3 separate regions of the Mus musculus genome follow, and regions 1 and 3 are each linked to region 2. A link is a contact called in public HiCAR-type and promoter capture Hi-C data. All regions are on one chromosome and are shown on one strand. The core of a region is the stretch at or near the end of the contact, and the rest is flanking DNA. Distances in the headings are between cores, read along the strand shown.

Region 1 (3,908 bases), core at 1,160-3,659, 790 kb before region 2:
CGCACGCGCACACACACACACACACACACACACACACACACAAAGCTTTGTAAAGACCAGTGATATGATTCATTGTTAAAAAACATTTGCCCTCCAAACATGATGACCTGAGTTAATTGCTGGTTCTCATACAGACTCACATAAAATAAATACAATTAATAAAATGTAACAGTATTTAAAAGGTTCCATTGGTCATCTATTGAAACTATAAAGAAGACCATGTGAGTGGGTGGGGCTCGGTAGCTGAGGCTGAAGGAGGAAGATTGTGAATCCCAGGCCAATCTGAAAGTAACAAAAGCAGGACCCCTAAACTTGCTTTGTGACTCGGAAATACTGTTAGAACTAAGACTGAGTTTCTGACTGCCTCCTGACTTAGTGGCCCCTCGACCTTCAGGAATGACCCCGGAGTGAATGTACCATTGTGGGTGACGCTGTAAGCAGCTGGCCACTCTGAAGCCCAGAGTCTTATCTGGCCAGTGGCAGTGTCTCCTGGTGGCCCAGTGTTTACTCTGAGTTTTGTGGCCTCACCTTTTGTTGTGAATAGACCAGTGTCTTGGGTTCTTTTGTATTATAAAGTTAAAAATATTTCTAAGTGTGTGTATCTGTGTGTGAGCACCCACAGGGGCCCAAGCTGGAGGAGCTTCATGGCGACCCCGGATGGGTGCTCCTGACTACGGCTCTCCAGCCCACCCTTTTTGTTTACTTTAAAAGACTTATTTATAATTACATCACGTGCATGTGAATACCCGATGCGGGCAGTGGGCATTGGATCCTTTGAGGCAGCTGGGATCTGCCCTGTGTGGTTGCTGGCAATTGAACTCCAGGTCCTCTGGAAAAGCCGTAAGTGCTTTTAACCACTGAGCCAAAGTTTCTCAAGTCCTTAATTATGTGCATGTGACTGCGGGTGCCACAGAGGCCAGAGCGTATTCCGTAGAGCAGCAAGCACTCTGAAGGGTTGAGCTCTCTCCACCACGAGAAATGGAGAGGGTTAGAACTCACTTTGAGCAGGGAGAGGGGGAGGGTTTTTATTTTTATTTTTTTCCTTGTTATTTTCATCTTTTAGGGTGTGGAGCACGTGCACACACCCACACACACCCACACACACACACCCCTTACTGAGTTACCCTGCTCTCCAGCTCTTGCCTGTCCACAGTCTAGTCTGACTTTCCCAGTGGTCCGAACAGGGGGTGTTCTGTGTGATAATTAGCACCATGACTTCAGCCCACTCTACATAATGCAGTGCTCCATCTGCATTGACCTTTGTCGTTGTTGCCCCAGAATAGCAAAATTGTTAGAAATTCGGCTTGTCAGGTTTCACTAGACCTGCTGGGTCAGGCACCACGTGGGTGGGGCAGCACCTAGGTCCTTTGCAGGCAGGGACTGGGTTGTCCTAGGATCGGATCCTTCCTGAGGACAGCCATGGACTGGACTCCAAACGGAGCAGAGAGCAGCTGTCTAGATCATAAAGGTGAACAATGTCATCCTGCAGTTAGCTCAAACATACACATCTTTGAAAACTTGCCCTGGTTGTCAGTTGTGGGTGCGGGGGCAAGGGAATGGTCTTTGCTCCTGCTGGAGCCATTGGTGGTGACACTTAATAGTTTTAAGGGAAGAGCCTGCAGATCTTGTTTTGCTATTTCCCCCAGCGGCATCAGAAACCCAGTTTAATTTAGAAAAAGAACAAACCAGGCTGAGAAGGTTGCCAGAGTACTTGCTTAGAGCGTTAAGCCCTGGCAGGGGAGAGCTATGGTGGGCATGTCCAACATACATTGTTATTAGACCGAAGGAGGCTTTGTCTCCTTGATGGCGTCCTTGATGGCATCCTTGATGGCGTGCCTATGTCAACAGCAGGCATTCCAACAGCGTCATTCACTCCGGTCTGCTCACTACCTGTTAGGATGCCTCCACCTTCTGCCTAGCAGTGGAAGCGGGCAAGTTGTCCTGTGGCGGCTCATCCCCAGAATCCCAGCGTGTGGGAGGTGGAGGCAAAAGGACCGGGAGTTTAAGCCTGGTCTGTCTCAAAAAGACAACAGACCAGCCAGCCACCAATAAAAACCCCAGTAGATGGTCCTGGAGGGGAAAACTTTCTAACCCTGAGAGGAGGAGCCTCTGGTCCTCCATGCAGCAGTGTGAGAGTTGAACCTGTCTCTTCTGCTCTACCATGCCTCCTCCTGTCTGTCACTTAAAAAGATGATCCCAGGGTTCTGTTCCGAGTACCCTGCAGCTCACAAGCCAAGGGTTGATGCCCGCCTGCATGAGGGCTTTGTATGTATGTATGTATGTATGTATGTATGTATGTATGTATGCATGTGCACCTGTGTGCGTGGTGCTTGAGGCCTGAAGAGAGCATGCGATCCCTTGGAACTAGAGTCACAGATGGTTGTGAGCCACCACGAGTGGGTGCTAGAAGCTGAGCTCTTCCTCCGGAAGAACAGCCAGTGCTCATGACCACAGAGCCATCTCTCCATCCTGTAGGGCTTGGTGTGTGCACGTGTGTGTGTGTGTGTGTGTGTGTGTGTGTTTGCCAGGTATGGTGGCTTAAGCCTTTAATTCCAGCATCCAGAAGGCAGAGGCAGGTGGATCTCTGAGTTCAAGACTAGCCAGGTCTATAGCTCTAGTTCCAGTACAGCCGGGGCTGTACAAAGAAACCCTGTCTCAATTCACCCCCCCCACCCCAATTTAAAATTTGTTTTAATCTCTTTTTTTGGGGAGGGGGGCAGGGTCTTAATGCAACTCAGGGTGGCCTTAGACTATCATGTAGCTGGGGACAATCTTTATTGGCCTCCACCTTGACTGATGGTTGTGGCTCAGTTGCTATCTTATTCTGTCCAAATTAATACACTCAAATCTTACAACTGTGATACAGGGTTGTGTTTTAAGTTTCCCTATGTGTCTGACATTTTTGCTAATACGTATCAATCTCGTAAGTTTAGGAACGGGCCAAAAATCTTTCAGTCCAAGTGAACGGAAGCTTCAAACCTTTGCCACACGGTGGCGCTGGCATCAGGCACATGGCACTCTGTGGCTGCTCCTTCCTGGTGCTGAGAGTTCTGTGTGACCAGAGTGATGTGGCTTTGGGTTTTCGAGAGGATGCACAGTGGCTCTGGCAGCCAATCCTGTCCGCGAGTAGTATTTTTCACAGCCCTTGCCATCCTGATGAAATTGCTCTCAATAAAAAAAATCTACCAAGTCAAATAGTCTGTCAATGGTTCAAATCCCCCAATAGTACTGAAGTCTGGATAGTGGAAAATAAGGATCTACATTCACCCTTCCTCCACTGCCTTTTCTCCTGATTGGATGACTGTACGAGCTTGTGTGGTGTGTGTTTGTGAGTGTATGGGAGAGTGTGTGAATGAATGTGTGTGTGCATGTATGTGCATGTGTGCTTGTGTGTGGTGGTGACCTTTGCAGAGCTTCAACTCGTGTCTAGTCACTCTTGCGTTTGAATCTTCTCCATTTCAAAGGCACTTGGTGAGGTGGTAGAAGGATTCGGGAGGATCAGGAGGTCAAGGTCAAGGTCAAGGTCAAGGTTGGCTACTGAGCATCTTTGAAGCCAGCCAGTGCTACACTGCTGTTTGTCCCAAAACCAACTCCCATTCTCACACACAAAATGCCAAGCAAACCGAACAACAACCAAAAACAGCTTAGTTGGCGAGTGCCTGGTAACAGGCAAACCCTAGGTCCCATCCTCAGAACCACATTCTCTGGGTTTGGAGTTGTGTGGTATAAAGGGTTATCATCTGAGCCAGACCACTGCCATGTTCAAGAGTTCAGCTCAGCACAACAAACTTGAAGCTTTTGGGCCTCAAACTCCCCGCATAGGCATTACACAAGCCTCTACCTCCCGGGTGCTGGGATTACAGGCATGCACTGTGTTGCTAAAATTCCTTCCTTTTGGGAAAATTCCT
Region 2 (3,520 bases), core at 710-3,209:
TTATTTTCCCTACAGTAAGGCATGTGAGTACACATGTAAACAGTGCTGTTGACCAATGACCAGCATTATGCTGGAATCACATGACCTCGGCTCCGTGGTATGGGTAGTGTTGGTGATAGAGGAGAAATAGCTGTTTGACGGTGGGCTGCGGGTGATAGAGGTTACTGCCCATTAGAAATGTGTGCTCCTCTAGCCCAGCAAGCTACCCCACTCCCTCCTGTTCGACTCCCTGTGTCGATCAAGGGCCTCCTCATACCAGCCACCCCTCCTGTCCCCCAGTAACCCCTGACTCACTCAAGCCCAGCCCTCAGGAATCGCCATTCATTTCTCTCTTCCTTTCTCCCACAGCAAATGTCTACTGCCCTGGTAGTTTTAACTTCAAACTTCATTTCTGAATCTTCCACTGAGCCCTATCTCTGATGACTCACAACAGTCGCCCCTGGCTTCATTACCTGCTTTTGTTTTCTCTACTTAGTAGGCCATAGTTACTAATGTAGAACAGAATTCACCTAATTTCTGTCCTCACACTCCTTCTATGAGGCGCCACAGCATGCTGACTTAAAGCCTGGGCCTCTCTCATAGGCAGTTGCTCTGCTCCCCTCTTCCATCGCTGGCCTTTCTAGGTCACTCTTGTTCTTTGATATTAGGGACTTTAACACTGGAAGGCCTCAAGTCTGTGTTTTTGCGTGTGACTTTGCTGGCCCTACTGTTACGTTAGTATTTGTAACACACCTGAACATCCCTAAAGCTGTGGACAGACTGTATAGCATACACACATACACATACTCATACATACACACACACACACACACACACATACATATATACATACACACACACACATACATACACATGCATATATGCACACACATACATACATATACACACATACATACACATGCATACATGCACACACATACATACATATACACAAATACATACACACATATATATAGATACATACACACATATACATACATACACACATACATATATACATATACACACATGCATCCATACACATACATACATACACACATACATACATACACACACATACATATATACACACACATAATACACATATACAGAGATGTCAACAGAAGACAAACATTTCAAAATTCCGAAGGTGCTGGATTTTTTTGTGTTAGGAATGTTCAACTACTAAAACCTCTATAAACATTCCAAAATCTGGAAGCAAAACTCAAAACTTCCAGGCGTGGACACTTCCATACCCACAGGTTTCACATGCAGGCCCCATCGGACCTGAGGGCCTGTGTTTTGACACAAATCCTCCCCTTGGGTTCTGCTGCTGGGAACACAACCTAAGGCACTTCTTTTTAGAAAGAATTTTTCCTGCCATGCAGGAAACAGATAGCAGAGTCATGTGTAAGTGTCCAGGGTTATCCAGATGTGAATGACATGGCCAGACAACTGAGCATGCTCAGAGAGTATGCCACGCACGAGGCAGCCCCTATGAGATGGGATCCCAGATACGTATAGCACAGCGAATGAGGAAGAAAAGACCATGAAGGGCAAACTCAAGACGTATGCAAATTATCTCTCAGGAGCCAAGCAGCTCTTCACCGTGGAGAGCGAGCGGATGTTCTTAGAATATCAGTTAATAATAGCAAACATCCCCGCTAACGAGGGCTGCAGACACACAATAGAATTTAATCGCCGGTACCACAGCCTCACAATGGGAAATTACAATGCCCTGAATAGAATAGGTTTCATTTTTCAAAGTGAATATTTTGCCTTTACAATCTCTCAGTGCCAACGATGCTCTTGGATTAGAACTGATTAGAGAGTCTTTTATCGAGAAACAAGGCTCTTGGCTGTTTACACAGATTGCTAAAGCTTTATCCAACTGAAACAAAAACTCTTTACACTCCTCTCCATCCTGCCTCTCCCAGAGCCTTTGATTATCTAGAGAGGACTTCCGCTGTCTGTCTGTTTCAGCAAGGCATCAAGATAGGAGGAGAAACAAGAGCTCTAGGGAGGTGCTGAGAGCTGAGATCCACTCCACCCACCCAGCACTTGGGTGGGTCCCAGCATCTGGTTCATACTCTCCTGGAGTGACTCAGTACTTACAGATCCATACCAGGACCTACTGCCTGCCAGGCTCCGTTATAGGCGTAAGCCTAAAGAGTAGCCCATCCCAGTCTCTGACCACATAGATTATAAAGTGTATTCCTTGCACTGGTAAAATTAGGGGGTAAAGCAGAAAGAAGCATATGTTCCTAATGGGTTTTCTTTTCAATTTCTCGGTATTCTGTAAATGTCTGCCTTCTTTCTAATGTTGTCCATTGCAACTCAACTGTGTGTTGTATGTATTCTACAGAAATCATTATGTATGATCACAGCAACTCATTCTTTTTGCCTCTTAAAACGGATTTTGAGAATTTCATGCACAAGCTCTCTTTACATCATTGCTGTCCCCTCCTTCTCATCCCCCAACTCCTCCTGTGTTCTTTCCGCTCCTCGTGACCTCACCTTAAACTATTAGTGTCAGATATATGTATGTGTGTGTGTGTGTGTGTGTGTGTGTGTAAAAATATAACCTGCTGAGTCATTTAGCATTGCTCGTGTGTGTCCTTGTGTATACCTGTGTATACATGTGTGTTTGTGGTGTGTGTCTGTGTGAGTACATGTGTATGTGTACATGTGTGTATATGTGTGTATGTGTATGTGGTGTATTTGTGAATGTATACGTGTGTGTGTGTGTGTGTGTGTGTGTGTGTGTGTGTGTGTGTGTGTGTGTGTGAGTGTGTGTGTGTGTGTGTATACACGTGCGTGCGTGTGAGTGTTTAAGGCTGGCCACTTGGGATTAAGTAATTTATGAGGGGACTCATTCTTAGAGAACACTGATCCTTCCTCTCTCAGCGTCCATTTACTTGTAGCTCTTCATCTAGGGATATAACCTGGAGCTGGAGAGGTGAGACAGCGGTTAAGAGCACTGACTGCTCTTCCAGAGGTCCTGAGTTCAATTCCCAGCAACCACATGGTGGCTCACAACGATCTACAATGGGAGCCTTGCAAGATCTCCTTCCCCTTCCCCATCTATCTGACATGTTGGCTGACGTTGCCATTGTGCAAGTCTTGCTTAGGTGACCATATTGTTGAGATTTCCTGGATGCAACTCTCCTGACACAATTAGATGACATCATCTTCCTGCAGGCATCCTAGGCCTCTGGTCCTCACAACCCTCCTGCCCACTCTTCCATGATGTCCCCTGAGCCTAACGATTTGGGGATTGCATGCACATGCATCAGTTGGGTCAATCTGTACCACGGTCACTTGTCCTCAGGTAGAGCCGTTGATGGTCTCCCATTTAGAATCCTGTTACTCAAGTGTATTACTGAATTCAAGTCTTCCTCAGACCTTAGGTAATTTGGTTCCTATACATTAAACAACAGTCCCAAAGAGGCTGCTGCAGATCTGTGTCATCAAACCCAATATTTATGCAGGGACATGTGACCACTTCTATTCAGGGGGATAGATAAAGATAAATACATGT
Region 3 (3,373 bases), core at 468-2,967, 730 kb before region 2:
CAGCAACCCCTGTGGTGTTTGAAGCTCTCTGTTGCCACGGCAATAACTCATGCCTTCCACGTATTTTTTCTTTTACCTATACATTACTTTCAATGTAAGAAAAAAGAAAAAAGGAGGGAGGTCTGAAATAGCAGAGGAAATGGGACATAAAGGAAGGGGCAACACTATCGATGTGTCTCACATCATTTTAGCCAATACGAAGCAAGAAAGGCAGAGCCATGGCCTCCCAACATCACAGTTAAACAAAAGCAGAATCAAGACGCGTCCATCCACTGATGGAACAGTCCAACCGAAAAACATTTGAGAACCTCTTTGCCATAGTTTTCTTTCTGTTGCTCTGATAAAATAACATGACCAGAAGCGACGTAGGGGAAGAAAGGTTTATTTAGCTCACAATTCCAGGTCACAGCCTCCATCATCAAGCAGAAGTCAAGGCCACATGTTCCATGAGACTAAACTGAGGAGGACAGAGAATGAGTGTACCTAAGTCCACTTGCTTCCATTTAGCTCTTTCCTGCCTTGTATCGCTCAATACTCCCTGTCTAGAGAATGGTGCCACCCACAGTGGGCTTTATCTTTCTACATCATTTAACAAACAAGATAGTCGCCATGCACACATGCCCATAGGCTGGTATGACCTAGGAAATCTCCATTCAGGATCTCCCAGGTTTCCCTAGGTTGTGGCAAGTTGACATTTAAAATTACCCATGATTCCTCCTAGTGCAGCCTGGGCTCAACAAGAAGGTCTCGGCAACTATTTTTACAAACGTGGTTTCTGTTCTTGTCAACAAAGAGAAAACAGGACCACATAATAAAAAGTAGATTAGTGTGGGGCTGGAGTGATGGCTCAGCTGTTAGGAGCACTGGCTGCTCTTCCAGAGGTCCCTGGTTCAAGTCCTAGCACCTATATGGCAGCTCACAACTGTCTCTAACTCCAGTTCCAGGGGATCCAACATCCTCACACAGACATCCATGCAGGCAAAACATCAAAGCACTGCACTTTTTTTTTAAAAAAATTAAACCAATGTTGCTGAGGGGAGGCAAAGGCTGTTTAGGAGGTTTTTAAACTAAGGGATAGTTATGGGCACTGGAATGATAGATACCCAATGCAGGGAGGTGGGAAACAGGCTCCACAAGGAAGTAATCATTCTAATTGATGAAGTAGGAGCAAGCCTAAACCTACGGAGAATCTCAGTAGTGAAACTCTGAAGGCGGGGCATGCAGGGTTCCTTTCGCATGGAAGGAGCAATCAAGTGAAACACTGAGGGCTGAACTGGGTGTGGTCCCTCATGCTTGGAATCCTGGTGCGGGGCAGCTGGAAGCTGGGGGGTTCACAGTGCTGAGCCAGCCGCGTGTGCAACATTGTAAAAAATTCTGTCTGAAGGCAAAACACAAAACGAAACAAAACAAGATGTAGACTTGTTTAGGAAATACTTTTGTGTTAGCTTGACACAAGCTACAGTCGACTCAATTAAGGAAATGCCTCCTTCAGATCTGGACAGAGGGATACCTTGAGGGCGTTTTATATATTAGTGATTGAGGTGGGATGGAGGGGGAACAGCCCAGCTCATTGTGGGTGGTGCCATCCATGGGCTGGTGGTTCTGGATTCTATAAGAAAACAAACTAAGCAATCCAGTAAGCCACACCCCTCCATGGCCTCTGCATCAGCTCCAGCCTCCAGGCTCCCTCCCCTTGGCTTCCCTCAGTGGACTGTGACCCAGGATATGTAAATCAAATTGTCCCTTTCCTCCCTGGGTTGCTTTTTGGTCATGATGTTTCATCACAGCTATAGGAACTCCAACTGAACCAGGGTGAGTGATAGTCCCTGTCTTTGCTTCTCTACTCTGTGCCTTTCTAACTGGGATGTAAACTCAAGGAAAGCAGTATTCCGCTCCCAGATTAGAGGCAGCCGAGGGTCTGCAATGGGCCTAGGGCACAGAGAACGCCTCGTAATCGCTTGTAGGATGAGCTGGTGCTGGTTACAGTCAGTCATAGACTTTATCTGCTCACTTCACTTCGCCAAGAGCTTTTATTACTTTCATTTTCTCTATATAGGCGGTCTGCCTGCATGCTGTGTGCGCCACATGTAGTACCCATGGAGGCCAGAAGAGGGCGATAGATTCCCTGGAACTAGAGTTACAGATGGCTATGAGTCACCACGTGGGCGCTTGAAACTGAACCTGTGTCCTCTGCAAGAGCAGCAAGTGCTCTTAACTGCTGAGTCATCTCTCCAGGCCCGTCTGACTGACTGTCTACCTGTTTGTAACCAGGAAGGTCTTTCCTTAGGAAAGAAAGGAGGAGCCAATCTTGCTGCTTGCCGGAAGTATCCAGTTGAGATCTGGGTTGCGTGTGTGTGTGTGTGTGTGTGTGTGTGTGTGTGTGTGTGTGTGTGTGTGTGTGTGTGTGTGTGGTAGGGGAGCACATTTGAGGGTGTGGCGGTCAGAAGGTCAGGCAACCTTGTTTGAGCATTTGTCTGTTGTTTGATGCCTCCTATACCTGACCACAGGCTTCCAGGGATTCTCCTGGCTCTGCCTCCTCTCATGGTACAGGAGCACTGGGATATCACGTGGCTTTGCATGGGTCCTGGGGCTTCCGGCTTGTGGTTTATCACTGAGCTGTCTGTCCAGCCAGAGTCCTCCACTTTTGATTCCATGGATCCCCTGTTGGCTTGCCTGGCTGTCACTAACAATGATTATTATAGAGTGACCATTCTAGCAACTTAGAAAGATAGTTCTTTTTAATCTCCCTTATCAAGTGAGGAAAGCATTGTTTGGATAAAAGTCATATGTCCAAAATCATGTATGCTAGAGGGACACTGAATGGTTTCTTCCTGTTTCAGGGTATCTTGGCTAGCACTACAAAGTCAAAGGCCTGTCTCATGTTTTAACAGAAGTTACCAGACACTACTTAAACCATGCCATCAAAGTGAACTTCACCCGTGATAAGACATGTCAGTGTCACGAAGCTCCTGAGAAGGGCACACGTCTCTATGGTATTACAGTGGGAACCCTGTCCTCGGGGCACGACATGGCTGTTGCCATCTCGAATCAGAACATCTGTGGTGAGCCACAGGAGTCCCTCGCAAGATTGAGGTCATTAATGTTTTCATTAGACATCTGCCCGAGATTCCAGCCACTGTTCTCCGTCCCTCCCTTGGCTTCTGGTAACCATGCATCAGTTGGTGTAGGGGCTTGGGTGGGGGTAGGGGACTCCTGTGTAAGGGACACAGAATGTTGGCTTTGTGTGGGTCTCATCCTGGAGTGGGACTTTCAGGTCGTGCAACTGCCTTTGGGAAGCCCATTAACTCCCTAGGTCAGCAAGGTAATGCTGCTGCTTTGCTTTGCTGTTGTCCTGTCCCTAGTAACAGTCACA

Evidence for each region. Promoter capture Hi-C pulls out the DNA fragments that hold promoters and counts their contacts. HiCAR-type assays count read pairs that join an accessible place to other places.
Region 1: a contact with region 2 is called in a promoter capture Hi-C map of embryonic stem cells, with 9 times the contacts expected there. The contact joins two enhancer-like sites. A contact is called at or near these places in 5 of 39 promoter capture datasets (cranial neural crest, embryonic stem cells, frontonasal cranial neural crest and 2 more), 2 of 484 Hi-C or Micro-C datasets (embryonic stem cells and nephron progenitors) and 1 of 9 other capture datasets (embryonic stem cells).
Region 3: a HiCAR-type map of embryonic stem cells shows a contact between it and region 2, with 6 times the contacts expected there. The contact joins two enhancer-like sites. A contact is called at or near these places in 1 of 39 promoter capture datasets (cranial neural crest), 2 of 115 datasets of contacts at active chromatin or transcription factors (embryonic basal ganglia and embryonic stem cells) and 1 of 9 other capture datasets (embryonic stem cells).

Annotation. Positions count from the first base shown.
Region 1 is chr2:170,103,147-170,107,054 of GRCm38.p6, reverse strand. No RefSeq gene overlaps it. Among named protein-coding and RNA genes, the nearest start is that of Zfp217, 26 kb to the left of the region's middle. Within about 2 kb of position 2,409, at least 10 of the 459 cell types and tissues checked have an H3K27ac peak or open chromatin away from gene starts, as enhancers often do. A contact at or near this core is called in embryonic stem cells, where this site is marked.
Region 2 is chr2:169,310,035-169,313,554 of GRCm38.p6, reverse strand. No RefSeq gene overlaps it. Among named protein-coding and RNA genes, the nearest start is that of Gm46788, 13 kb to the right of the region's middle. Within about 2 kb of position 1,959, at least 6 of the 459 cell types and tissues checked have an H3K27ac peak or open chromatin away from gene starts, as enhancers often do. A contact at or near this core is called in embryonic stem cells, where this site is marked.
Region 3 is chr2:170,044,860-170,048,232 of GRCm38.p6, reverse strand. It overlaps a transcript of Tshz2 not described here. Among named protein-coding and RNA genes, the nearest start is that of A630075F10Rik, 24 kb to the left of the region's middle. Within about 2 kb of position 1,717, at least 18 of the 459 cell types and tissues checked have an H3K27ac peak or open chromatin away from gene starts, as enhancers often do. A contact at or near this core is called in embryonic stem cells, where this site is marked.